7 separate regions of the Mus musculus genome follow, and regions 2, 3, 4, 5, 6 and 7 are each linked to region 1. A link is a contact called in public promoter capture Hi-C data. All regions are on one chromosome and are shown on one strand. Each heading gives the region's core, a stretch centred on a gene start, on an enhancer-like site or on the middle of the called end of the contact. The rest is flanking DNA. Distances are from core to core; before and after follow the strand shown.

Region 1 (3,833 bases), core at 584-3,083:
GGCCACTGGGGAGTTCCCAGGAAAAGTGTTTGGTACGGCAGTCTTCTGAGCTTACTAAGGCCTCCATAAACATTGTCAATGCCCGGTGTTCTTTGGCTTCAGCCTCTGAAGTGGAGGGCAGGCTGTAGGCCCTTTGGCTGGCTCTGTGGTCTCTTTTCACATTCTTTCCAACCTATAGTACCCTCTGAATGTCAGCTGACGATTTGCCTTGAGGGAGCGACCCACACGGCCCCTGTTGACATGTGTGTCCAGTGCCCTACTGTCCTTGCCTGTCCTGGGTATGTGGAGAGAGCTGAGCCGAGCCCAGCAGGCCTGGCCTGGGGACACGAAAACACCTTGTGTCAATGTTTGACAAATTTCAGGACCTTTCCTTTCCCCTCAGTGACCTAGCAAACGGGTCAGTAGGGGAGACATTAATGTATTACTTAGGACGGGAAGGGTTGTGCAAAGCCTTGGCCTGGACCCAGATAGGAACAGGAAGTGTGCTAGGTACATGTAATTCCGGCAAGTTCAAGGCCATCTCCTGCTAGCTGGAGGCTGGTGGGGACTATGTGTTTCAAATAAATAAATAAATAAATAAATAAACATCCCAAATGGCCCAGTTGACATCTGTCAACACTGCGTGTGTGTTGTACTAGAGTCCTCATGGGTCCCCATAAAATCAGTGAAGAGTACACTGTGTTGTCCTTGGCGCCCTTCCAGACCAGAGACCAAGTCACTGAGCAGCCCTTGGACTGAAGTGAGGTTGCAGAGCTGAAGGACAGGCCTGGGGCCCTGAGCTAGTCCTAAACCGCCTTCAGGATCTGCATCATTTGCCGTAAAGTCTGGGCTGGCCTTGAACAGTCCTGCCTCTACCTCTTGAATGCCGGATTATAAGCATAATCGCCATGCCTGCCTTAGTCTCTATTATAAGCACAGTACATACTTCATCTCTCAACAAGCCAAGGCAAGCATTACTACAATCCCCATGGGACAGATAAGGAAGACATGGAGGCACACAACGTTTAATAATTGCTCACGGTGGTGAATCGGGCATTTAGCCCCAGGCATCTGGGCATTGCAGCTTGAGCTCTGCCACCCTCAGGCTAAGCACCCCTGTTCAGTAGTGAAAACAACCTTCAAAGGAAATGCTAACCTCACGATGTGCCTGAAGAAACAGGGGTGGGAATGCAGATTAGGGTTAAAGGTCAAACAACTGGAAAGGGTTAAAGCCAAGATCCAGACTCAGTCCCATCTACCTGCAAACCCTGGATCTACCCGTGGCTCAGCATACCTGGTCCCTGCTTGCTCAGGAACTGCTTCCAGACAGTTAGCACTTGTGTCTAGCTCGCCTGGGTGGCCCGTGATGGGCTAAAATATCATCACAATTGTAAAGTCCCAGTAAGGAATCATTCTAAGTATTAAAGCTATAATGTCTGGACTCAGACCCTCTCCCTCAGTCTCCTCCCTCAGCATGCAGGTCAGGCTCGGCTTAGAATTCCGTGTGTTTAACCAGAAGCCTCTGGGATAGTTTGGCTAAGATAGGCCTCACAGGGCTTTCTCCTTTGCCAATACCGACAGCATAGTCAGAGAGGTCTCTCTCACAGGTCCCTCCTCATAATGCCCCTCACTCCAGGCTCCTAGTGGTGTTTGACAGTCTCGAGGCCATGTTACTCTTGAAAGCACACACACCAAAGAAGGCTCTCCAAGTCCTACACTCAACCCACACTAACACAGAGCCTCTATCCGGGACACTTGGTCTCCAAAGCTACAGCCACAGCTATACCAGACCATAGAGGTCCCGGGCTCGGCCCCGCCCCCAGCGCCGGCCCCGCCCCTAACGCCGGCCCCGCCCACACTTCCGTCGTCTCCTGCAAGGCCAGCCTGGTACGTGTTTGCTGCTGCGGGTCTTATGAAACCGGCGCGACTCATGAAGGTGTTCGTCACTGGCCCGTTGCCTGCCGAGGGCAGGGCTGCGCTCGCCCAGGCCGCAGAGTAAGCGCCCGCGTCGGTACGGGGGCTGCAGCCGTGCCCCTGGCACGCTGTCCTGTCCACCTAACCTCAAACACCCCTGCACCCATGGAGACACGCCGCTAGGGCTTCCAGAGCTGTCCCAGGGCTGGGGGCCACCTCTCAAGAGCCGGGTGCCTGGCAGGCAGGCGAAGCGGAGCCAGGACCCGAGAGGGTGGCTCTGGCGCATGGGGACTTTGCTCAGGTGTTGCCAGCTGTGTCCCCAAGGGGCTGGCTTGGAGTTTGGGGCCGTAGTTCTCCGGGAGGCAGCTTGCTCCGGGCCCCAGGCTATTGGTCTCCATGTTTCAGTGAAGTGAGATTGCCTATGGGGCAAGGTGCAGGCTGTGAATTTTACCCACTGAGGGTTAGCTGGCAGGCAGAAGTAGTGTTCAGGGACTATGACAGTCATTGGCTTGCCTCCTTGGATACTCGATGGGGCCATTTGATGACTGTTCTCTTCCTATTGAACCTTGTTTAGTGGGTAGCCTTGCCAGGAGCTGTGAACACAGACTGTGAAGTCAGCTTTAGAATTTCTGCATCACTTGAAAACAGTCTGGATGGGCTTGTTGTACCTTGCCCTGGGGTCACTCAGCTCCAGGTGGCAGGCCTGGCCCTTATGCTTAGTCCTCATCCGCTGCAGGCGGGTCACTTTGTCCTGCCGGCTTTGTGTTACCATGCCAGTTTGGGAGGAGGTGAGAGTGCTCGGCAGTCAGTTTTTGTTTGTTTGTTTCCTGATTTTTTTTTTTCAAGACAGGATTTCTCTGTGTAGCAGCCCTGCCTGTCCGGGAACTGGCTTTGTAGATCAGGCTGCCCTTGAACTTATAGAGATCCGTCTGCCTCTGCGTTTTGAATGCTGGGATTAAATTCTGATGGTTTGGGGACTGTGACTTGTTTCGAAATTTTTTCTAGCACAGTACAGTTTTTCCCAAGGACTTGTTTTGTTGGTACTTTTGGTGCTGAGGAGCAGAGACAGATGGACCTGGGGACCTGCCAGCCACTGTCCAGTGTCTCCTGTGTGCACACACCTGGACTGCTCTGAGTGCAACGGAAGGGTTTGGAGGAGCACCTCACATTTGAGGCTACTAAGGAAGCACACTCAAGTGCTCCCGTGACCAGAGGAGCCTTCAGCTCTTGTCAGTGTTCCCCACTTTGGCAGCACTTCACCCCCTCCTCAACTACACTCCAGACAGTTCTGAGGCTCCCCACGAATGACCTTAACAAAGGCTAGCCTAAGGCCATAGCAGGTGGAAGGCCATGTTTGCTAGCTGTGCATGCTGTAGGACCTCGGAGGCTCCCTGCATCCTTTGAGTGGCTGCCTTTTGCTTCCAGCTGTGAGGTGGAACAGTGGAATTCGGATGACCCCATCCCCAGAAAGGATCTGGAGCAAGGTGTGGTGGGGGCCCATGGCTTGCTCTGCCGCCTCTCTGACCGTGTGGACAAGAAACTTCTGGATGCCGCAGGTATGTCCTGAGTCAGCCTGAGCAAAGTTCTGAGGTCGGGGGAGGGTCTTATCAGGGCAAGCACTTCAGCTCTCTGCAGCCGGCCTTTGAGCTGATCTGATGTATTTTCCTGTCTTCTGAGGGTGTCCCCAACAGTAGCTCTACCTGGCCCGTGTTGTCCCCAATCTGGCTTTTAAGTTTCCAGGAGGCTCCAAGAGGGCAAAGACCTTGTGTTGCCTGTGTGGGAGTGGGGATGGGGTAGGGGGTGGAGGAGGGTATCCTGGGCTCTGAACCTCTCTACTGTGCCAGAGCCTTGTTTTGTGACCTTGAGATCTCTCTGGGCCTGTGTGCTGCAGGGCAGAGGGCCCAGCACTGTCTGTGCCTAGCACCGATGGATACCCATGG
Region 2 (3,833 bases), core at 672-3,171, 990 kb after region 1:
GTGGGAAGAGGGAGGGAACAGGGCTAGGTAGAAGGCTCAGGGAACTTCTACAAATAAAACTAGTTATGCATCTTGATTGTGATGGTTGTTGCGCAACTGGATACATTTGTTAAAACTCATCAGACTGCCGTACTTAAAAATATTTGCTTGTGGCAACTATTCGTAAATAAAGCTGGTTATGGAAAACTAGCTGCAGCACATGACTTTTCTTTGTATATCGGATACAGCAAAGGGGGGGACATATCTATAAGCATAAAGGACCTCAGACTTAGGGTTCATGCACATTGTTTCATGATTTATTTTATATACAGAATTCAGTATTGCCTAATTCCCTATCCCCACAGCCATCCTCTCAGTTCACTGATGCTGTTTTTACCCTTCCCTCCATCAGAATGTGGAGCCAGGGCATGTCAGAGTATTATTACAGAGTCCAAATAAAGAGCTGGCTTTATTCTAGGTCTCTGGAAGCCACTGTCATGTTTAGTTTAGCGGACAGGGCAGGGAGAAAGACATCTGAAACAGACTGAAATAGAATCAAGGCAATGTAGAGAATTCTGTTTCAGAGACACTTCGGCAGCTTTAGGCAGGGACCAGATGTGAGATTATGAAAGAGAACAGTGTTCAAAGAACACCCCTGGTCAAAGCCTTAAGACAGAACCTACTGAGCACAGGATATCCGGCTTTTCACGATCTCCTTCCAGTCTATTCATCGCCTACTGCAGCTTCCCAATGAATGCAAAGTTCCTTAAGCACAAGGTTTATAGGCCCTATACACTGTTGCTATTTGTCAGCAGGTATTGAGTCTGTAACAGTTAATTGTCTGCTCACCCACTGAAGGATGTTTATGCTATCTCTGTGTCTTTAAGTATTGCAAGCAAGGCTGATTTAAACATCCTTGTACGGGTCTGTGATGAATAAGCCCTTTCCTTTCTCTTGGGTCAATACCAGGGAGTGGAAACTCAGGGAGCCAAGGTTATAAAGTACTAGTGTATGCAACGACACAGAAGAGTCTCAATAGAATTCTGATGAGTGAAGAAAGCCAGATCCTCCCCCTTAATGACAATACATATGAAATAATTATATTTATATAAAACTCCAGAAAAAGCAAGAGCTCTATAGTAAGTAAGTGGGCACTTACAGGACTAAACGGTAGGGAATGAGGCAAACATTATAGAAAGAGAGAGAACTTTGAGGGTGTGGCTATGTTCCTCATGTTACTATCTGTGATTGTTTCTCTGTTGTATGCATACCAAACACATGAAAGTGTACATTTGAATCGTGCAGCTTATAGTATGGCAAGTGTACCTCAAACTGTTAAAAAAAATTGCTGATTGAGTAAGCAGCAGCAGGCTTTCAGCAAAAATATACAGAATGATGCCAAGTTTTCACAACGGGTTAAAGCAATCCAGCATTAAATAAATGTTAGTGGAATTACCGTGGAGTGAATAAATAGCAGCTATTCAACGTGTTTTGAATGAATTAAAGAATTTGATAAGTATTTATTTTATGCTTATTATATACTGGGCAGTGTTCTAGGATCTCTGCCCTCAAACAGCTTTAGTTTTAGAGCAGTGGATGAAAGCAGCGTTGTTACACACGCGTGAAGGGTATGTGGCAAAGCATTTTAATATAGTCCCCCTCCTCCAAAGAGTGACCTAGAAGACAGCTAAAGACAGACTGTCTAGAAGATGAAAAGAAGTATTGAGATGCTGAAGAGAACGAACTTTGTGGAAAGAGAAATAAATCCACACCCCGAGCGTCAGGACGGCGTGCGCACGCGCAGAAACCGCTAGGCGGCGTCGGTTTCCCTTCTCACACGCGGACCTCGAAGTGGGCAGCCGTGGCCGGAGCGCCTGCGTCTGCGCAGAGCTAAGCCGGCCGGCGAAGGGGCGGGGCGTGGTGCGACGGGGCGTGGCCCAGAGGGCGGGGCTTTAGGTGATTCCCAAGCCACGGCTCAGGCCGTGCGGGGAAACCGAAAGTGGGCGGCGGCCGCCCTGGCGGAGGGAGCGGAGGGAGCCGGGCCCAGAGGCGCGGGCTTGGGCCGCGGGTCCCCGGGACGAGGTGAGCTCGGTCGGGGCGCGACAGGTGCGGGCGACGCGGGGCGGGCTGCGGGACGGCAGGGCACGGGCAGGACAGCGGCTGGGCGCGGCGCCTCAGGCCCGGGCCTGGTCCCCGCCGTGGCGGGGTTCCAGAGCGTCGTGCGTGACGCCCCGGGACGTCCACCCAGCCGGTCGCGGTGCAGCAGGAGCTGCAGAGGGGGGCGTGGGAGGCGCGCAGCTCTGAGCAGGAAGTAGCTCCCGGTCAGGAGCAACCGGCCTCGGCCGCCCGTGCTGGGCAGCGGTACCCGAGCTCTGCGCAGTTGTGCCAGCCCCGCGGGCCACACTGCGGCGGCCTCCGCCCTCGAGACCGGCCGGTGCAGGCCGCGCACATCACACAGGACCTACACGTAGCCGTTCCTGTCAACCGTGAGCGCTGGGGAGGAAACAAGCATTCACGGAGAAGTTGTCTTGGAAGTCAAGTGGGAGCTGACAGCCTTTCTGCTCCTGTCCGCTTGAGGGTACATTTCTGTCAATATCCAGGGCTACCACTACCCAGTCATCTTGGGGAGCAGGGAAGAGAGGTGTGTATAGATGTTAAAGCCCAACCCCAAAGGATTCTGATACCAACACCACAAACTAACCGAGAAAACCACGATTCGTGTTGGTGGTGCCCACCTATGCTCTGCAGGTGGACGTTTGCAGAGAAGTGTTCTTGGAACTAGAAACGCCTTTAGTGGCAGAAGTGTAATTTAGAACTAAATCCCTGTCTCTTCCCGACCTCCATGATGTGGATGAAAATGTGGCATTCTACAGTGCGGCCTTTGCAGATAATGTATTGGAATCTGAGCTTCTAAAGCTTAAATGTAAGGTCGGGAATCAATTGCACCTCTGGTCTCTAAGTCTGCTCAAGAACCGAATGGGAATAGCTAACTGACCCTTTGAAGTGTTCTCAAGACAAGATAAGTCTTTGGCTCATAATAATAATCTTCTAAAGAGGCTTTCTATTTACCCAAACTGCCCATATTTTACAGGTTGGGATTTCAAGGTTTTTGATGACAGGGACACGCAAATTTTTAGGATAAGTTAGCATATAGTGTAGACTCAGCTGACGTAGGCGAGCTTCAGTTACATGCAAAGGACTGTGCTGGCCATAGAGCCCGCAGCTCCTCAGCCCTTCTCTTTGGTAGATTTTCTCTTTGCTAAGACAGTGAGGCAGCACTTGGCAGTGCCTTAAGATTTTAGTCCCTGTGGATTGAAAGTGGAATGTAATCCCTGCTAATACCCTTTTAAATGCGCCACATGAGACTGGCTGGGTGAGCTATTGTGTTGCATCTGGAGTTTAAAGCTCCTAGAAGGATCGCTCTTTTTAAGTTTTCTAATATTTGTTGGGTGTTTAATAGAAATGTAAAGAAAATGCACTTTATAACTCAATTCTGGGTGCCTGTTTTATGTTTGATGAAGTATAAATAGCAAAAATTAAGCTTTGATGTAGAGGAAAATATCTGGATGCTTTCATGAGTCAGGAGTTTATCGTTGCTTGGAGTGAGTTTGACTTTCTTATTTCTATGAATTTGCTTTTTCTTTGTGCCAAACTTGCTGTTTCTTCTCTTCATCCCGTCTCTGTTCTTCATTGTTTCCAAAGTTCCCCCATGAGGCCAAAGATGTCTTTTCAAACAAACAAAAAGTTGGGTTTTTTGTTGTTGTTGTTGTTTTGTTTTTTTGTTTTTTTAGTTGAAGTATGTGTCAGTCAGATAACCCAGTGTGATTTCCAGTCAGACGTAGTATTTCAGTCTG
Region 3 (3,833 bases), core at 412-2,911, 910 kb before region 1:
ACCAGACAATTAGGGAAATGGGGTCTTATAAAATGCCCAACCCAGAGTCCACCTGCCAGAACTTCCAAGTCCGGGGGCCCATCCCATCCCACCAGGAGCTGTCAGCTTGCTTCAATAGAGCTTTTTACTTCACTTTCTCTGCCTTTGAGTCATCTATCAATTCTATGCCTGTCTCACACACAGAACAACCTCACCAGCTCTCCCCTACGTTTCTTTCACCTTGTTGGAGACAGGCTCTCTAAAAACAAAAACAAAAACAAACAAAACAAAACAAAAACAAAAAACAAAAAAACCCAAGGCTTCCGGATTGCTGTTATTACAGCTGCTCGAATTATAGGACCGGTTTTACTGGGTTTGGAGCACCCAAACTCAAGTCAAGTTTGAAGCGTTACACCAGCAGCAGCAGCAGCAGCAGCAGCAGCAATCTCCCTGGCTCCGAGAAATGGCAATGCTCACAAACTACATTCAACTCAATTGTGCTTTTATAAATGCTGCAAAAGGATAAGTGAATGTCCCAACCACGAGAAAGTATAAGCACACTTGTGCAAGCAGTCACCAGCAGAGAAACAACAGTAAAGTAAACGTTTGCTAAGTGCTTCCTCCAGCAGTGGGCTAACACGGCGTTAGACACGTTATTCCATCCTCATTTTCTCTACTATACAGACAGGGACACTGAGGTGTAGAAAAAAAAATCCACTTGATCTAAATCACAGTTAGTTAATGACTGATAGAACTTCAATTCAAAGCCAAGTCTAGATGACCTTCCTACACGCAGGTCACTGCCGCACACACCCTCTACCTTGTGTGTATATTCCACAAACATCCACGGGTGCAAACCTTTCCGGAGAACTTGAGACACTCCTTTCTTTCACTCAGAGCGGATGGAACTCACCGCAATAAAAAGGGAAGGGCTGTACAGAGTTCTCAGAACCCTGCTGCCCAGCTATAATAATTCAGTTTGATGTTCCTTCCAGAGCCCCTACAGTCGGGCTAAACCATTATCTTTACTGTGAAACCATTCCCCGCCGCCACACCCCTCCTATCGAGGTGCAAAGCCGATCTATTCTTTCCTCTAACAATTTTACAAGCCTGTTCAAGGACGGATATAAACGTCTATCAAATTTCCAAGGACACCGAGTGTCCAGACAGTCAGAGTTGGGCAAGCCTCCAAGAAGTCCCTCGGTGCAAACCCTCTCCCCACCTAGGCAGTGCTGGGCCCCCGCAGCTATCTCACGTCTCTGCCCAGGGACCCAGGGCCGTGCCGCCTGCTGCGTGCACGGATGGGCTGGACCCTGGCCAGGCCTACCTCTGCAAGCCCCGGTCCCCATTCACCCGCACGCTGAGTCTGACAGCTCCGGGATCCCACGCCGGAGCAACGCACCGGGCGGGAGAGGCGCCCTGCTGCGTAGAACCCGGACGCCCAGCGCGAGGCCCACAGCTGCAGCAGAGGTGCCGGAGCCTGGCACGATGCTCGTGAGTCACCGACTGACTCGTGGCCTCCGCCGGGTTAGTTCCCTCCGGCGCCACCTCGGCACTTGGCAGGCTCGCGTCCAGCGGGTCCACAGGGCAGGCCCCGGCAAGCGCACCCGGTGGCTTCCGCTACCCGGCGCCGCTCGACGACTCGGCGCTCGACCCAGCCCCAGCCATTGCTCCTGCATTCGCAACGCACACCCCGGCTCCCGCGGAGCGCCGAACGGTCGATCGCTCCGGCTCCGCCTGCACCGGGTCCCAGCCCCTCCTTGGCGTATTTCTGTTGGTCAGTCGTGTGGCGCACCTTCCGCTGTCGTGTCGCCTCTGGTAGTGGCATCCACTCGGTTTGCTGACCCTTATTCTCGCCTGAGGGTGTTCTCTCCTCTGGCAGAGCCCACAGTTAAGCCCGAGTTCTCCCACGAGATGGTTGTTTTAGCTTTGCACCCAAGCTGAGTGCCATCTCGTGGACCAAACTCCAAGGCAACTCAGTGTCGGTAGTCCTAGAGTGCACCCTGGAATTTAAGCTTTGCCACCCCTGCCACGAGGCTCTGGCTGAGTGCAGCGTGACAATACACATGCTAGTCAGCTCTGAGTTATCTGTCACTCCAGGGATCTAGGCAATTCTATTACCAAATTTGGGCCTCACAGTTTTTCCCCTTGAAGCCAAATTCTGTCACCTGTTCTCCATAAGTTAATGAGAACAGAGTTACTAGTAAAAAAAAAAAAAAAAAGCAAAAAAACGGAGGTTAATTCAATGTGGCCATGTTGGGAAGAGGGACAAAGATATCCAAAGACATATCCCCTGGATCCATTTTGGGACCTCAGATTTTAGGTTAAAATATATAGAGTTCGAGATGTGCACATCTAAGAGGTCCAGGGCAAGCTGTAGCCCACCTGTCACTGTCTGGACTCTAACTTCCCCAGCAAAGTGGCAGTCACAAATTGTCAGTCCCGTGTGAAGTCTCTTTTCAGCACCAGCATTCGGTCTTTTCCTTCTCTGAGTATGAGATTCTTGGGGAAAATTTCAGGGTTTTTTGAGGCCATAGTTTCAATAGTCTGATAGATTGAGGTACACAGACATCTCAAGAATATCTGCTAGACTAATTGCAGATCCAAGACCCAGGAAGGTGGGGAGCGGCCTGTGCTGCTAGCTCCTGATGAAGGTTGGTTTTGTTTTGTTTTTAAGATTTTATTTTAGCTTATTTTTATCATGTATATGGGGTAGGGGGGTGGGGCAGAGGATGTGTACACATTAGAGTGCACATGTCAAAGTCCAGAAGAGGGTAACAGATACCCTGGAGCTGAAGTTAGAGATCGTGGTGAACCTCCTGACATGGGTGACATTTCCCACAGCTAGGTGCAAGAGAATGAGAAGCTAGACAGTATTCTGAACAGCACAGCTGCACCTGTGTCTCAAACAACAACAAAAAGTCACAAGTGAAACTTTCAGATCTACTTTTTTAGGTTGTTTTTTTTTTTTTTTTTTTGAGACAGGATCTTACACTGTACCTAGCTGAAACTGGCACGGGATTGACTGTGTAGCCCAGACTGGTCTCAAGCCACGTCAGTCCTCCTGCCTCAGCTTCCATTGGGGGTTCTTGCTATAAGCTAAATGTGGACCCCATCAGACTTTTACAGCTTGTGGTCTATCTCAGTCAAGGATGAAGCTCTGGTTTGCATGGTATTAGTGTAGCCATGTTGGATCCTGCAAGGGTCATCCCATCATGAAAGGACAGACAATGAGTGGTTTTGTACACTGAGGTGACATTGTCTACCTTTCTGTCTGAGATCAGCAACCATCGATTTGTAAGTTGACCAGGTCACCATTCATGAATGCTCTGATAACACGTCAATTTCCAACACATTTCACATCATACTTTTTTTTTCTAAATACCATCTGAGCTGTTGGGTAGAGAATGGATTTGAATGGATTTGTTGAGAGTCAAGAGTTGGTTCCAGTGAAAATTCCACTGAAATAGATATGCAATTCATCTGGATGTAAAACTCATGAGACTTATTATTGACGGGTTATGAGTTAGAAATAAAGAATGGCTATATTTATAGCTTCCTAGCACTGATAACAAAGTGCTAGTACTCTTTTATCTTCCATATCTTACGCTTCCAGAGGTTGGGGTGAGCCCAGAATTTGGGGGAACCAACATACAGGCAGTAGCAGGGTATCTGCTCTTTGGAGGCTGAAGGAGAGAAGTCATTTCCTCACCCTTTCCTCGTGGAGACTGACGACACTCCTTGGCTTGTGAATATTCTCACAGCAAGACTTCCTGGCTGTGCCTCTCCTGCCTTCCTTTTACCTACAGAGACCCTTAGAATATTAAATTTGTGCCTAACTAGTAGCACAGGAT
Region 4 (3,833 bases), core at 592-3,091, 850 kb after region 1:
TGCCATTAGTGCTACCTGTCTCAGACAAAGGGAGCTGCGTGAGAACCAACTGCTGAGGAGGCAGATTGTAAAAACAGTGACAGAGCTACGAGGGGGAAAGATGGGACTCTGTCGGTGCACCGGGCAGACACAGCATTCCAAGCAGAGTGGGCACCACAGTGGCTCCCCTGGAGCTGCTGTGGCTGGGCAGGGAAATAGACCTGGCTCAGTGTCACTGGAGAAGCCAGGAGCTACCCAGTAGTACCCCCAGCCAGCACTGTCCCCCACTGGAGCCTGGACTGGGAAAGAGCCATAGTGACTTTTCCGTGTCACCCAGCCTGCTTCAGCCCCTCACTGTGTCTAGTAGACTTCCTGCCCCATGGCCAGCGGTCCACCAGAATCCTGGACGTGAGCACGCGTCCATGAGATGTTTGGAGGGAGAGGAGGCAAGCTGGAAGAGGAGCCCCCAGGTATCTTTCTTGAAGTGTTACCTTGGGCATCTGGCTTAGACATCCTCTCCCAGCTCAGGCCAGAAATCTCCAGAAGCCCGAAACATGGAACACTTACCACGCCGAGTTCCCCACTACCCTATCCAGATGAAACAAACACTGTTCTCTCAGAGCTCCTGACCAAGTCAAACCCCACACACAGGCAAAGTAGGCTAGCTTCTCTGGACATCCATAGACACTGCTGTTTTGGGTTTTCTTTCTTTCTTTCTTTCTTTCTTTCTTTCTTTCTTTCTTTCTTTCTTTCTTTCTTTCTTTCTTTCTTTCTTTTTTGACACAGGACAGTGATCAGTTAGGGCACTAGGGGCACTTACAATGTGGTGTTAAAAACCAGTTAACCTTTGACATCCCTAGCAGTTGGTAGTTTTCTATTGATTTCCTTAAAGCAGGACCCTTCAGATTACGTGCCCTTTAGACTGGATCAGCATCTCTGGTCCCACAATCTTTTCAGAGCTCACGTTTCCAAAGGTCTTGCCCTTTGTGGCTGGAAGCTCCTCGAAGCCCTTGGTCTGAGACTCACTGGATAGCCAGGATTCTGATGCTCTGTCTTGGTGCTTCTTGAATCCTGTGTGGGACCCCTGCACTCTGGGAATCCTCACCTTCCTTCCTCCATTCAACCTATCCACCTGGACCCATTTTCAAGTAACTATAATAACAGGTTCTTAAGCATTCACATTCCTGTTTGTTCTAGGGCTGAAGTCTGCACGCAGTGGGTAAGGTAGCAAGCAGGCTGTAGAAAGACGCGAAACACTGCTCCTGAAGGGGAAACTGAGGCCCAGGCTGTGTTGTCCACTTTTGTACAATGAAATTCTCTGTCCCACACCCAAGAGCATTGGGGTCCCGCTCTTCCCATTTGCCTGGGTCTTTCTAGGTCAAACCCCACTCACCGAACTCGCAGGGCCCATCGCGAGCCTTGTGCAGGTGGCCATGGTGCGCGCGGGGTGCATGTCGGGCGCGCAGACGTAGCGCGCAGATGCTGGAGTAGGAGCGGCCGTCAGAGCCGCAGACGGCGCCGCGTTGCGCGCACACGCAAAGCCCGGTGCCCTCGGGCGCCGTCCCCGAGGCGCGACTCGCACACACCAGGCCAGGGCCACAGCGTGAGCCCACGGGTCCCCCGCAACTCGCGCCCTCGGCGCCCAGGCAGCGCGCGCAGCAGCCGCACTCGTCGCGCGCGGAGATCCAGGGCGCTGGGCAAGGCGAGGGCGCAGGGCAGCGATCCTGCTGGCACGGGCTGCACTCGGGGTGTCGTCTACCCGCGTCGCGGAGCCCGAGACCCCGGGCCAGTGATGGCAGGAGCAGGAGCAGCAGCGGCAGACGCGGCATGGCCGGCTCCCAGACGGACGGCAGCAGCGCCTCTGCTCCTCTTAGCGCTCGGTGCGTGCAAAGCCACCGCGCCCGCCCCGCGCCCGCTGATTGGCCCGGCCCGCACCGCGGGGCGCCCCTCGGCCCGGGACCAGCGCTGCGCGGCCCTACTGGCTCACTGAACTGCAGAGAAGTCTCCAGAACAGCTCTGCCACCTCCGATTGAGCGCTGGGGGAGACTCAGCGTGGTCCAAACGGCAACTTGTCTCGGCCTTAAAATGTAATGACTCTCAGTCTTCCCACCAGGACGCCTTATTTTACTTTGCTCTCTTTCTTGTTTTGTTTAGGAAAGGGAATCTCTAGTTTAAGATGCCAGATTTTATAAATGGATAGATGGATTTCTTTCCCAGATCGAATACTCAGTTCCCCAGTCCCATTTCCAGTGGCTGCTCTGGCTATTGGGTTCTTGGGTGTGTTTTCAGGCATCTTCTCTGCCTGTACAAGCATGTGTGAGCACATAGCCCAGTCCCCTCATATAAAACATCCACTGCCCGAGTGCACGTATGATTTTGCACTTGGTCTTTTCTACTTACAGAATTTCCAGTTTCCCACCTTTTATCATCTCTGGAACCCGACTCTCTTTCAAGCAATGGGTGCACAGGTGAAAAGGCTATGTGCTCTCACGGGTCTTTCTTTCTCTCTTTCAAAATTTTTTTTCATTTAATTTAAGTGCACTGGTAAGAAGGTGTCAGATTCCCTTGTGAACTGCTTTATGGGTGCTAAGAATTGAACCCAGGTCCCCTGGAAGAGGAATCCGGTGCTCTTAAGCACTGCACCAAGACTCCAGCGCCTCATGGATATTTCTTAATGCTGCATAAATCCATGCATCTTATAGTTGACAGGGCCTTGAGGTGGCTAGATACAGTGATGTATTTTGGACTTTGTGTGGACCAGTCTTGATTGTTACACTCTGCATATTATTTAGATACACAAATGGAAATTAACCACTTGTGTTCTGACCTTTGGCTACTAAGAATGTTGGGACAGGGTCCCAGAGCACAAATCTCAGGACACCCATATTGAGGTTTGGTCTTTTGCTATGTATTGTAATGCTAAATACTACTACTACTACACACACACACCCCAGGGCCTGGTTGCATGTATACAAGTGATGCTATGTAACCTTACCCACCAAGTTATCCCTGATTGGCGAATAAAGATGCCTATTGTCTATAACTGGGCAGAAGAAAGATGGGCAGTGAGTGATTGGTTTCCCCAGGCTTGGGGTCTGAGGAGAAACCACAAGGAGGAGAGGGGAGAAGGTGCAGAAAAGAGAGATGGCATGTGGTAGGCAAGTGAGTCATGAAAACATGGCCATGAGGCTGGGCAATTGGAGTTAAGAGCAGCTCAGATGAACATAGCAAGTTATAACTCGGGGTTATTGATACGGAAGTAGACATAATAACATGGTGGGTAGATATCTACCCAGCTCTAGTGCTGACTAAGGTTTATTAAAATATAAAAGTTGCATGTCTTTTATCTGGAAACCGAATGACCTAAGGTGGGATAGAAACCCCGATTTGAGATTAAATATCTACCACAACACACCTATGACATAGCTGGTAAAGTGTGTTTAAAGACAGGGTCTGGCTGTGGGGTATCCATACAGGCTACTAGGCAGTCTGCATACTTCATCCCTGACAACGGGGACTGTTGCTGGACACTGATGTGTGGCTAGGGGCATAGATGAAGAGAGAAGAACTTACCAAACCAGGCTTCCAAAGAGCCATCCCTACTGCTCCGTGTCCGCTCTTTTGTATATTTTTGGCTTATGTCTGGAGATGGAGAAAGCCTTTCCGTGCCTGGGAAGAGCTGCTGCAGACCTCTCAAGTGACATGCAGTTTCCTTTCTTAATTCAATTCCTGCCAAGTCTGCGGTCCTCTGAGGTGGGGAGGTCCTTGTCCCCGAAAGAAGCCCTTGTGGAGGTCACTTTATGTGGCGAGCAGAGCAGAGCCATTGAATATAGCCATGTGGCCATCCATTCAAG
Region 5 (3,833 bases), core at 491-2,990, 820 kb after region 1:
TTTTTGCCTTCTTGTAAATTATATATTTTGAACAAGGTAACTTAGAAACCAGAGTCACTATCTATCTATCTATCTATCTATCTATCTATCTATCTATCATCTATCTATCTATCCACCCATCTATCTAGAGCCATAGTAAAGACACCTAACTAAGCCAGACTCTTCCTTGAGAAGCCCATATCCACACTTGGGTATATTTGGTCCTTTTCCTGTGCGTGTGGCGTGTCTCACTCACTTAGATAAAGAGCAAATAGTAACACTTACCGCCTTAAACTCCTCCTCTGCTGCATCGTTAAGGGTTCAGCTCTAACTGAGTGGAGCTCCCTGGGCGGGGAGTGGGGGGGGCATTTCTGGGTTTTGTCTCCTCACCGGGGATTGTATTCAAACTTCACAAGTACTGGGCGAGCTACATGCCCAGTTCCTACTATGCTCTGCCAGGATGTTTTTCTTGGGGTGCCCCATAACCTCCCACACACTGGTCTGGCTTTGCCCTCTGGCACTCCACAGACCCTGCCTGATCTGGACTTTCAGAGACTTGGTGTACATATTTTGTTCCTTGAGTTCTAAAGGGAGAATACTCCAGATTTTTCAGTCACCTGGATCTTGTGCCAGCCTTTCTTAGTGACTCCCTAGTTCTGTGACTTCCATGGAAAGGTCTAGAAGAGACGCTCAGAGTGTAGGTGGAGGGTAGGTAGAATTTATCACCCAGCAGTAGGGGATTGCACAATAGCCAAAGGGACCACGTGAGAGCAGACAGAGGTCAGAGACCACTGCCACTGTGCTGACCATTTGTGAGTGGGCTTTTTCTAGAGCAGGTAGCTGTTTCTAAGGAATGTTTTCTGTCTGGGTGATGGACAGGTCTATTTGGATTCACTCTTAAAGTAAGGAAGAATGGTATGTCTTGTTTTTTTTTACCAGAAAGCTTGAAGGGAGGCAATAATCTTGCTGAGGGTTGTTTAGATAGTTATCTATTAATGACACCTCCACCCAAGACAGTACAGCATGTTATATCTCTACCCAGGATAAGAGCTATGACAAGATCACACTCCTTTGACCAGTAATAAAGTCCTGCGATTTCAGATTCAATCCTATAAGCCATTGGTTATGAGAGTGGTGTCCTTCAAATCCACTAATCTGTAACTAGCTACTTAACACCGCCAGGATTCTTCACACAATATGGCAGCCAGCCTAATCCCCGTGTAACTCACTTCCACTGTCTTTCTGACTGCATTTTAGGCTGTTTTTTTAAAATGCATGTTATTTTAAAAATCTTCAGTTCCTACAACCCCAACCCCAGGGTCTTGGCCCAACTGTCCACCCTCAGCTCAAAAGCAGAGACCAATGGTCAATGTAGACTTTATAAACAACATAGCCCATTTTGTTTGGAATGTATCCGATCTGCTCACGATTTTGGAACAAGAATTTTCAGTACTGTCTTAGTAAAACAGGCTCAGGAATGCTGATCCGCGGCACTCTATCAACAAGGTCTGTCAATGGTTGATATTTAAGGAGGGGTCCCAGGATAGAGCCGGGCATGTGATCCTAGGAAAACCCCACCTCTCTCTGGGTCCCTCTTTTGATTGTCAAAGGAGTGTCCTTAGGCTCTCAGACTTGAGATGCCTGCTCCAAAGAAGCCAAATCAGAATCCTCTGGAAGGTGCCTGATGCTGGACCTAAGATTAGGCTAGGGGAAATCAGGGTGTTGAGCCGAGATCCCTCAGTGGTGGGCGGTGCCGGGAGCAGGCGGAGCTTAGCTGGTGACGGAACCACATTGGCTGGCTAGCGGCTGAGCGAGGCGGGTCCGCACGGCTGCTGAACTGACCGGAGAACGCTGATACTAGAATTTGAGCCTGAGCGCGATTCGGAGCCTGAGCCCCAGACCACCGCAGGTAGCTACCGCCGCCCTCCCTCCGCACTGGGGCACGCTACGGTCCCCGAATGGCAGGTCTCTTCCGGGTGCACTGCTGGGTTCTTTCCACGCCGCTTCCTATCGGGGAGACACTGGATGGGCTGGGAGAACACAGAACCACCCAAACCTTCTCATCTTGGTTCCCATCTGGGGCTAGAGCCACTGGCCATAGTGGACAGGCTAGGTCTAAGTGTGTGTTCCGGGGTTCTGACTTCAGGCCTTTCACTCGGTGGACATGAGTATCTGATATTGGGAGGAACCACAAAGCTAGGCCTTTGGGAATCCAAATCCAAAGATGAGAGAGTAGTGTCCCTGAACATCTGTGGTTCCCTCTAGAGTAGCCATCAAAATCTGTTCTACTCAACCTGACGGGGACAGGGAGGGAGGCTGCTGAATTTACAGTGAGAAGATGAACCGCAAACTGTAAAGCTGGATAACCTGTGACCAGAGCTTTGTCTTTTCTTTTCTTTTCTTTTCTTTTCTTTCTTTTCTTTTCCTCTCTCTCTCTCCCTCTCTCCCTTCCTTCTTTTCTTCCTTTCTTCCTTCCTTTCTTTCTTTCAAGATTTATTCATTTCATTTATGTGAGTTCACTGTAGCTGACTTCAGACACACCAGAAGAGGGCGTCAGATCTCATTACAGGTGGTTTTGAGCCACCATGTGGTTGCTGGGAATTGAACTTCGAACCTCTGGAAGAGCAGTCAGTGCTCTTAACTGCTTAGCCAGCTCTCCAGCCGGACCAGAGACTTTTCTATGTGCAAAATGAAAGCAACCACTTGGACCCTGTGAAGATTCTGAGCAGCAGAGCCTTGGTGTGACCTAAGAGCAATTTCACACACACACACACACACACACACACACACACACACACACACAGAGAGAGAGAGAGAGAGAGAGAGAGAGAGAGAGAGAGAGATCCTGGTCTTTTGGTTACAAGGACAAAGCAGATGTCCTTGATGGGCCTGCTGGCTCAGGTTCCCCTGGGAGGGCTTTTTTCTGGTCAGCATTGATTTCTGTATGGCTAAGGACCTGGTGGGATCCTTGCTTTCGTGGATTAGGTTTTTTTTTTCTTTCTCTGCACTTGGGACAGAGGGTTGAAAGGGCCTGGGATGGGAGTGGGGGTGGGGGTGGGGGTGGAGGTCAAGGATCTGGGCTGGTGCAATTACATTTTACTGCTGGGTGGAGCAAGCCTCCGAGTGAGACAGAAAAGACACAAGGTTTCTATTCCTAGCCAGAGATTAACTGTGTAACTAATCTAGGAAGTAGAAACACAGTCTAACAGTCGTTTATGCAATTTTAGATACATTTACATTTCATCATGTTATCATGCTGTTTTAGTAAAGAAAGTCACTGCTGTTTTAGGTGACAATAAGCAGACCTACCTCAGCTGGTGTTTGACTTGTACCCCAGAAAACTAAGCCCCGTCCCACTGTTCTGGGGTTGGGGGGCTCTGCCAGGTTGGTTTCTGAGACCTTGAGTGTTCTGATGTCTGCCAGAGTGGAGTGTCTCTGGTTTTAGACATGGAAGACCCCATTCAACACCACCCCAGGGAACTCTACATTTGAGGGAACTGGGGTCCCAAGTCTCTAGGGTCCTTGCTCAGATCTCAGGGCAGTTCCTCAGTGGCCCTTGTGGGAATCTTAGTGTGTTTTCCTAGTGTGTCACTCAGTCAGCAATAGGTCTACCCTAGGACCGGACATGGTCATAGAGGTGACTCTGACGAAAGAGCAGAATTAATAATTATTTGCGTTGTTTGCGTTGTTGAGGCAGGGTCTCCCGCTGTAGGCCAGGTTGACCTTGGACTCCCAAGGGCTTGTTTGGTTATCTCTGTGGCTTAGAGCATCCAGCTTGCGGAGCGTGAGAAGGGCTTTGTGTGTGGTTTAGGCCAGAACTAGGGAAAGAAAGGTTCTTGGTTTCTCTTGGCTTT
Region 6 (3,833 bases), core at 670-3,169, 800 kb before region 1:
TATATCTGTGCAAGCAAATATTATTCGCCCATTAAACAATATACAGTACTCATTTATGCTGCAGTCTGCATCTTGAAAGGATCATGCGAGTGAGAAAAGCCAGACATAAAAGGTTACATACTATATAAAATCCATGTAATACTGAAAGAGGCTTGGCTAGTATTCACATAAGCCTGGCTTCTATCCACAGGACCCCAGAAAACAAAACACTTCCCTGCAGAGTTGCTAGGAACTGAGGAAATGAATAACAGGTAACTGCTACAGATCATGGATTTGGGTTTTGTGATGGTTTGTATATGCTTAGCCCAGGAAGTGGCACAATTAGAAGGTGTGGCCCTGTTGGAATAGGTGTGTCACCGTGGGTGTTGGCTTTAAGACTTGAATCCTAGCTGCCTGAAAGCCAGTGTTCTGCTAGCAGCCTTCAGATGAAGATGTAGAACTCTCAGCTCCTCCTGCACCATGCCTGCCTGGATGCTGCCATGCTCCCACCTTGATGATAATGAACTGAACCTCTGAACCTGTAAGCCAGCTCCAATGAAAATGTTGTCTTGCCTTAGTCATGGTGTCTGTTCACAGCAGTAAAACCCTAACTAAGACCCTAAGTTTGTTTGTTTGTTAATGGATGGAGGGGAGGGCGGGGAGGGGATGTGTTAGAGTTTGAGGATGTTCTAAAATTAGATGGTGAAGATCTAGTTGTACACTGTTTTGAAAATCCTAAAAAGCAGGCCAGCTCGATGACTCTGTGGGTAAAGGACTTACCAGCAAGTCTGACAATCTTAGTTTGGTTCTTGGACCCACGTGATAAAACGAGATAATTTATGCCTGAAAGTTGTCATCTGACCTCCATCATGGTATGTGTACATGTACACACACACATGGAAAAATGATAAGTGTAATTCAAAACAAAGACACTAAACACACACATACATATATTTTAAAGTGTTATGTTTTATGCCACATGAATTACCTCTCAATAAAGTTGTTGCTAAAATTTTAAAACATGTTAAACATTATAGGTACTAATTAATATCAGCTTGCTAACTGTATTATTCAAATTCTCCATCTCATTTTTCCCCCTTCAACTACGTGCATACCCTGAGGTGGTCACTAACTAGTCCCCGCTCTTGTGGAATCCCCTCCTACTGGAGTACACTAGGAACCTGTGACTAACTTCTAGCTAGAAGAACATGGTAAAAATGAGGTGATGTCATTCATTCCTACAACTATGTTAAATTATATAATACTCCTCTGAGCTGTCTAGAGAGGGTCTTCTGGTTAGCAGAGAGGCACACTGTGATCACATGACAGCATTGCTGGCTGGATGAGTGTAAGAGGTCAGTCAGATCCTCAGTCGCAAGCTGAGGGAATGAATTTCGCCAACACCTTGCATGGACATGGAAAAAGCCCATCCTACTTGATCAGGATTCCTAATGAGGACGGAGCAGCGGGTGTGACCTTGTGAGAGACTGAGTGTGACCTGAGAAGACTGTTTAGCCATTGTAGCAACATTGTAAGGAATAATAGAACTTATTATAAAAAGCCTCTGAGGCAATGTATTTAACAGACTATACTGCTGGCCAGCACACTAGCCTGCAGTGGTAACCCTCCTACAGCATCAGTACACTTTTTCCCTGGGCTTTTATCATTTCCTTTTTACTGTTTTAACAGTTTTTGGCTTAAATATTGCGGCTGAGTAAGGGGGCAAGGTACTTGTTTTTCTCCAATCTCAGAATCACAGAAAAGTTCAGGCTCTTTCCCTACCAACAAATAAGCCATGCTGTGGCAGCCCACCGGTACTTCACCTCAGCTCTCTCTGTCTCCCTGGACAGTGCCAGATCCCACGCACGGGCTTAGGGCTCAGCCCCAACCTGGAACCCTTCCTCACACAGCTTGTTATTTGTTTGGCACTTGAAGAGCTCTCTGACTTGTTTTGAAACAGAGTTTATTATGCAGCCCTGGCTGGCACAGACTGCACTCTGTAAAGCAGGCTGGCCTTAGGTTTGCACAACTTCCCACGTCAGATGCTGGCTGGCACGAGCCTCAACTTGAGACCTGTGCTTCTCAATACCAAGCTACACAATGTGTTGCCCACAACCCACTCCCAGGTATGATCACTTTTGCTTGATTGGCTTACAGAACTCAGAGAACATGCTTAGCTTCGAATCATAAAGAATATTTCAAAGAATATGGACAAAGAGATGATAGGCTGAGGCAAGGGACACAGAGCTTCCCTACCCTCTCTGGGTGAACTCTCTACAAAAATGTTCTGTTTGGAAGTACTCCAAGCCTGGCCACTGGATTCTCTCATCGATATCACTGTGTGGGATGACTGAAGCATGGGCAACCATACCCTAACATCATTAGGTCTACGTCTGGTTGCTCAGATCTCTAGTCGTCTTAATTTGCACAGCAGCAATGCTGTAGCCAGTGAAGTATATCTGGAGAACTACTGCTAGTTGAAAACTTTCTCCAAATTCTTAAGGATGCTCTTCCTCGTAGATTTGGAGAATGAAGGCCCTTGCCACTTGTATCAATAAAGTAGGTCAAAACTCTCCTTTATGGCCAGCTCGAAGTCAGAGACAAAATTAGAATTTCCTATGACATGCCTTGGGGAGTTAGTTATGAGCCGCTAACCATTAACACAAAGCACGTACCATAATAGCAAACATGTTTTGGCTCATGGTCCTATATTAACTATACATTATTCCCTTTGACGCTTTAGAACAGATTAATAATTTATGATACTAATTCTACTAAAAGTGTAGCCTCTATTTGGGTAGCAGGAGACACTCTTTAATTCGTGCACTTGAGAGGCTGACTTGAGAATGCTCAGGAACTGACCACCAACCTAGGTCACATGAGACTCTGTCCAATAGAGGGGGGCCCTTCCCTTTCTCTGTGCTCACGCCCACGTTACACCCTCTTTGCTTAGCTTCCTGAGGCACAGGCTCACTAGCACAGGCTGTCTGCCCAGTTCCCAGTCCTCCTGCCTTAGCTTCCCAAGGGCCGGGCTCTGAGGTACTCAAAACTTTTAGAGGGGCTGAAAGCAAAATTGCTTACTTGATAAAGACATCTGGGTGCGCATGCACACACACATACATGTACACACACACTAAAAATAAAAGGTAAACAACATTTAGAGTGTTCTAATTTCAGATTAACTATGTCCAAGAAGGAAATCTGTGAAATATTCTAAAGTCTGAGTCATTTCCAGTCCTAATCATTTCAGACAAGGGATCCATCTTACTTTTAACTGCTATTTTTTTTTAATGGATCAATACTGCTCAAATTTTTTCAAATTGATGTTTTAAGCTAATCAAGCTTTCTCTATTAAGGTATAATCAAGGGGCTTCAAGATACATGACCAGCACACGTCCTTAAGAAGCTGCCTTAATACAATTTTGGGGGTGCTGAAATTGGTTCCTTAACTAGCCCTCTCCTGCCTACTTGTAGGCTGACAGTCTAGGCACCATCAGCCCCCACCTTCCATTTAGAACGGCTACACCTAGAGAAAACTCCAGATGCCATCAACACAAATAGGTTTTCTCACTATCAACCTATGAGTACCTTAAAAGCCATGTTAATAAAAACATTCCTGAGGGTGTATTTATTAATTAGCAATGAAAAAAATGCTATCTGCCAAGATGATGTAGAGCACGTTGGGAAGCCCGGGTGAGAGTGTAAGGAGGGGTGAGGCACTCTGAGGGAATCCAGATGGAACTGTGAGTTAATATGCGTGCCTGGCATGGCCACAGCCACATCAAGGACTCCAAAGCCTTGGAACCATGGGAATGACTGTCCTCCCCGGTTGAGGCTCAGGGGATGGCAAAGCC
Region 7 (3,833 bases), core at 849-3,348, 790 kb after region 1:
AGGGCAGCAAGCACCTCTGAAGACCCCATGGACCTAGCACATCGGCTATGAGAGACGCTAGAAAACAGATCTCTATACACTAGGTAATCCCCATGCTTCCAGCCAGCCAGGGATATCTACATGGGTCAGCTGGACATACTGCTATGAAACTCAGAAAATGCAGGGGAGTCGGAGGTCACCTCCTGGCCTGAAGCCTCCCTTGGCTGTTCGAGGGAAGGCAGGACTGTGGAAATGTGCGGTGTCTTCCTAGCAGGGTTCTGCTGTCTGTGCTCCACGTCCCTGGGTGCTGGCAGAAGAGCTGAAACGTCTCCTGTTAATTGTCAGAGTGAAACAGACAAAGAGAGGTGTAGAGAAAGCATGGTGCTCCACGCAGTCGGTCCTGTAACGGAGGAGGATGTTTTGTTCTTCCCAGAGCGGGACACACGGCTCAGCAGACCCTGCGGTTTTGCCACTGCAAACGAGGACCCTAACAACTGCCTGTCCCCTGAATAAAGGCTGGAGTTGCAGTGTAGTGGGCCGGGTGCTTGCCAAGCAGGCATCAAACACACGGACAAACACGAACGCCTTGGGTTTGTGTTCCCCAGTGCCACATAAGCTTGGCATGTCCGATGATGCAAGATCAAAAGCCAAGGTCACCCTGGGCTGCATAGTAAGCTCAAGGCCAGCCTACAGGAGACTTTGTTGTGAAAACAAACAAACACCACATCGAGCAGGCAAGCAAAAACCATGAAGGGGTTGGGGTGAAGCAAGCCACTTTATTCTCATTTACAAACTGACTCCACAGTTCAATTTCCCACCCACCGAGCACCTGTTCTCCCTTCTCCAAATCTTGAACTCCTGCAAGCTGCAGTTTCTCATTAGGACAGAGAACTCTCCTCTCAGCCCAGAGAGCCACCTGCTACAGGATTCTAGTAATAAAGATGAATAGTTATGTGCTGTGAGGAACTCACACCCCCCAGCCACAAAACCAGCCTGACATGCCAGTCCTGATCACACTGTGGGCCAGAGGGAAAGCCTCTGCGTCTCCAGGAAAAGGTCCCTCCTCACTACAGTGTAGTGTGTCAGGAATTTGGTGACATCTCCTGACTTTTAGAGGTAAAGCAAAAAAAAAAAAAAAGGGACTCAGAAGTGAAGTCACTTGTTCAAGGTCACACAGATAAGCAGTCAGATTTGGTTTCAAAATCAACTTGCTGTTTGAAAATGTGGCCTTAGGTGGAGGTCTCCCTTCAAGGTCACCCGGGTGGACTCCACTCTGGCAGGGCTAATGGACGATAAACAGAGGTCTGGGAGTGCTGGCAGAACAGAACTGAATTGCACCTGACACTTGAAGGTAGCTGATGGACAAGTGATTCACACCAGAGCCACAGTTTACATTGTCCCTGTAGTGGCTTCTGGGGAGTGGGGCAGGCAGTTAGAATATTCCAGTCCCAGCGGGAGGCACAGGGGCAGACTCTTAGAAGGAATTATTAACACCCAAGGAATTCCTTCGGAACAGTAGGGGGGAATAAAGATTCTTAAAAAAAAGGTCTAATAGCAAATTTTCTGGATTTTCCAGCTAATTTGAAGGTACCTACTTGGAACATTTTCTTGTCAGAAAAGATTTTAAAATACATTCATTCAGTGTGACATGATAATTGGGCCTGGCTGTCTGATGAATGCCTTTTATCTCTTCCTGAGCTATTGTTCAGTGGGATGGAGCCGATGGGCTGCAGGCTGCAGCCAGCACTTGGTTAAATGCACTCACAGAGCCACTTTCAATGATTCTGGTCACAGGAGACAGCGAGACGCGAGATGGAAGCTTATGTGAGCAAGTGTCCGGAAGAGGAGGACATTAAGTGGTTAGAGAGGGCATTTTCTCGAGGCACACATGAGAAGACCAGGGTCCAGGGAGCTGCCAGTGCCACTCAACATAGGGGTTGCATAGATCTGTGTCTCCTGAGCCAGACCCCAGGTCCCTGTATCCTACCTCTTGAGGGGGTCTGTGGAAAAGATGCAGCAGTGGGCAGCTTACGTCTGGGAGACACTGCCCGGTCAGTCCCCACCTACCCCTGACCTCCCCTGCACCAGAGACCCCGCCCTCTGAGCTGCACAGCAGGACTGGGTGGCCCCAAGGGCTGTGCTTTCCTGGTTGTGTGTTCTTAGCTCTGCCGCTTCATGGAAGCAGCTGTCTTTATGGGCCCTTTTTCCTCTTGCCTTTCACATTTTCCTTCCTTTAACCATTTTGTTTTTACAAAGGCAAATTTCCAGACCTGGCCACCTGACAGTCATCTCCACCTTTCTTTATCACCCCTAAGAAAGAGGGGTTTGTTTGGATTTTTTTGTTCTTCAACTTTACGCCATTTCTCCCCCATCCATGTTTTTCTGTTGAATTTGCTTCAGAAATTCTTTGTAGGAACCAAAGGCGCTTTAGAGCGTCTCGGAGCTTTCCATATGTTAATAAGGTGTTTGTAGAACTGTAGCTGGGGTTTCCTCCTTGTCAGAGCAGGGCTATCCTTCCTTTTAAGAGACAGCTTGTCCTCAAAAATGCCCTTCATTAACATTTAACGAATAGTACAGTTTCCGTTGGGATTAAGAAGTTGACATTTCCATTGTTTTTCTTAGAAAACAGCACAACATTAGCCATGCCCTCGAGGGACTGCATTTTCCACCAAAGTGAGATAACAAAGGCCTGGGCAAGGAGTCCTTACCTGGCTGGGTGTGTTGCTATTTAGACATGCGTGTCTGTCTGCGGCTCTTCCCGTGCATAATCGCATCTCTGCATCTGAATGTGTGTTTATGACATTTTACACGTGGCTGTGATTGTCTGCCAATAGGTAATTGGCTATGTATAAATCTGGGCTGGTGTGTGTGTGTGTGTGTGTGTGTGTGTGTGTGTACTATTCACAGTTGTGAATGTGTGCTGTACCTGACTGTGTTCATGCATACATTTGTCTGCATATGTTCTAGGGTGTCTATGCACATAGAGAGATGTGCAGACTTATGTGGAAGTGGGTGCTCTGGGTCTGGGAGTCTGTGTCCCCAGTGCCTGGGTGTGAGCTCCTGTGTGTACAGAAGTCTTTGTCCTGTTTGCTTAAGTGTTTGGGAGGCCCGAGGATGCCCAGCTTTGTGTTCAGAGCCCCTTATAAACATAGACCCAGCGCCCTCCGGTGGACGTTGTTGGAATGCAGCCACAAATAAAACAAACTGGCATGCTCAAAATTATGTCCGATTCAAAATAAGAGTTTCTGGTTATGTGCAGGGCAAAGCTTCTGGGGTTTTCCTTGAGAAAGGGTGTGTGTGTCCAGGCTTATGCTCCTGGATTAGGGTACACGCTCAACAGAGAATGAAGATAGCAGGCTCAACACAGGCAGCTGTCTCATGGTGACATTGTGAAGGGGCTCTTTTTCTGGGGTGGGGACAGGATCACTGGGCTTCCTCTCAGCCAGAAGGGTCAGAAGCGACCTCGTGTGCACACTCCTGAGAGCTTGCATGCTCTATCAGCCTCCTTGGCACCAGTTCAAGGGTATCTCTAGCCCATTGCCCCTCAGGTACCTTATAAAATCCTCCTAGTCTAGGAAAGGGGACCTTCAGCAGAGATGGTATGTATGCTTGTTTCCTATTGCTGTCAGAAAGCATGGGTCATCAACTTAGAGGTGAAAGTAGGTCACCTGTCTAAAACGGAAGAGCAGATGTAGTGGCTCGTACCTGCAAATTCATGTTTGGAAGGCAAAGACAGAAGGGCCACAGCCTGGGGACTGACTATGCCTTCAGCATGCTGGCCTTTGAGGGGACAGTCAAGATCAGAACCATAACAGCAGATTATGTAGTTGTAATAACAATACTTGCCTTATTGG

Evidence for each region. Promoter capture Hi-C pulls out the DNA fragments that hold promoters and counts their contacts. Capture Hi-C pulls out chosen DNA fragments and counts their contacts.
Region 2: a contact with region 1 is called in a promoter capture Hi-C map of liver, with 2.6 times the contacts expected there. The contact joins the promoter of Tdrd7 here to the promoter of Grhpr in region 1. A contact is called at or near these places in 4 of 39 promoter capture datasets (the 3T3-L1 cell line, frontonasal cranial neural crest, hematopoietic stem and progenitor cells and 1 more) and 1 of 115 datasets of contacts at active chromatin or transcription factors (astrocytes).
Region 3: a contact with region 1 is called in a promoter capture Hi-C map of pancreatic islet. The contact joins the promoter of Gne here to the promoter of Grhpr in region 1. A contact is called at or near these places in 3 of 39 promoter capture datasets (hippocampal neurons and liver) and 1 of 9 other capture datasets (pancreatic islet).
Region 4: a contact with region 1 is called in a promoter capture Hi-C map of liver, with 5 times the contacts expected there. The contact joins the promoter of Igfbpl1 here to the promoter of Grhpr in region 1. A contact is called at or near these places in 6 of 39 promoter capture datasets (the C10 cell line, hippocampal neurons, liver and 2 more), 1 of 15 datasets of contacts at CTCF or cohesin (embryonic stem cells), 1 of 115 datasets of contacts at active chromatin or transcription factors (astrocytes) and 1 of 9 other capture datasets (embryonic tail).
Region 5: a promoter capture Hi-C map of liver shows a contact between it and region 1, with 4 times the contacts expected there. The contact joins the promoter of Aldh1b1 here to the promoter of Grhpr in region 1. A contact is called at or near these places in 4 of 39 promoter capture datasets (the C10 cell line, embryonic stem cells, pre-B cells and 1 more), 3 of 115 datasets of contacts at active chromatin or transcription factors (T-cell acute lymphoblastic leukemia, embryonic stem cells and large pre-B cells) and 2 of 9 other capture datasets (embryonic tail and liver).
Region 6: a promoter capture Hi-C map of liver shows a contact between it and region 1, with 2.7 times the contacts expected there. The contact joins the enhancer-like site here to the promoter of Grhpr in region 1. A contact is called at or near these places in 6 of 39 promoter capture datasets (the 3T3-L1 cell line, the HPC-7 cell line, HPC-7-derived erythroid cells and 3 more) and 2 of 115 datasets of contacts at active chromatin or transcription factors (astrocytes and large pre-B cells).
Region 7: a contact with region 1 is called in a promoter capture Hi-C map of embryonic stem cells, with 6 times the contacts expected there. The contact joins the enhancer-like site here to the promoter of Grhpr in region 1. A contact is called at or near these places in 7 of 39 promoter capture datasets (the C10 cell line, embryonic stem cells, hippocampal neurons and 3 more), 2 of 115 datasets of contacts at active chromatin or transcription factors (embryonic midbrain and embryonic stem cells) and 1 of 9 other capture datasets (embryonic stem cells).

What each region holds. Positions count from the first base shown.
Region 1 is chr4:44,979,561-44,983,393 of GRCm38.p6, forward strand. Grhpr (glyoxylate reductase/hydroxypyruvate reductase) reads left to right here and starts at 1,834. Exons shown (of 9, transcript NM_080289.2): 1 at 1,834-1,974; 2 at 3,319-3,449. The coding sequence starts at 1,892.
Region 2 is chr4:45,970,376-45,974,208 of GRCm38.p6, forward strand. It overlaps Tdrd7 (tudor domain containing 7), which reads left to right and starts at 1,922. Exons shown (of 17, transcript NM_146142.2): 1 at 1,922-2,061.
Region 3 is chr4:44,071,056-44,074,888 of GRCm38.p6, forward strand. Gne (glucosamine (UDP-N-acetyl)-2-epimerase/N-acetylmannosamine kinase) reads right to left here and starts at 1,662. Exons shown (of 12, transcript NM_001190414.2): 1 at 1,307-1,662.
Region 4 is chr4:45,824,986-45,828,818 of GRCm38.p6, forward strand. It overlaps Igfbpl1 (insulin-like growth factor binding protein-like 1), which reads right to left and starts at 1,842. Exons shown (of 5, transcript NM_018741.2): 1 at 1,373-1,842. The coding sequence starts at 1,808. It also overlaps a transcript of Stra6l not described here.
Region 5 is chr4:45,797,282-45,801,114 of GRCm38.p6, forward strand. Aldh1b1 (aldehyde dehydrogenase 1 family, member B1) reads left to right here and starts at 1,741. Exons shown (of 2, transcript NM_028270.4): 1 at 1,741-1,888.
Region 6 is chr4:44,177,997-44,181,829 of GRCm38.p6, forward strand. All of the region lies in intron 2 of Rnf38 (ring finger protein 38), which reads right to left. Among named protein-coding and RNA genes, the nearest start is that of Mir5106, 41 kb to the right of the region's middle. Within about 2 kb of position 1,920, at least 21 of the 459 cell types and tissues checked have an H3K27ac peak or open chromatin away from gene starts, as enhancers often do. A contact at or near this core is called in liver, where this site is marked.
Region 7 is chr4:45,768,718-45,772,550 of GRCm38.p6, forward strand. No RefSeq gene overlaps it. Among named protein-coding and RNA genes, the nearest start is that of Gm12409, 6.4 kb to the left of the region's middle. Within about 2 kb of position 2,099, at least 44 of the 459 cell types and tissues checked have an H3K27ac peak or open chromatin away from gene starts, as enhancers often do. A contact at or near this core is called in embryonic stem cells, where this site is marked.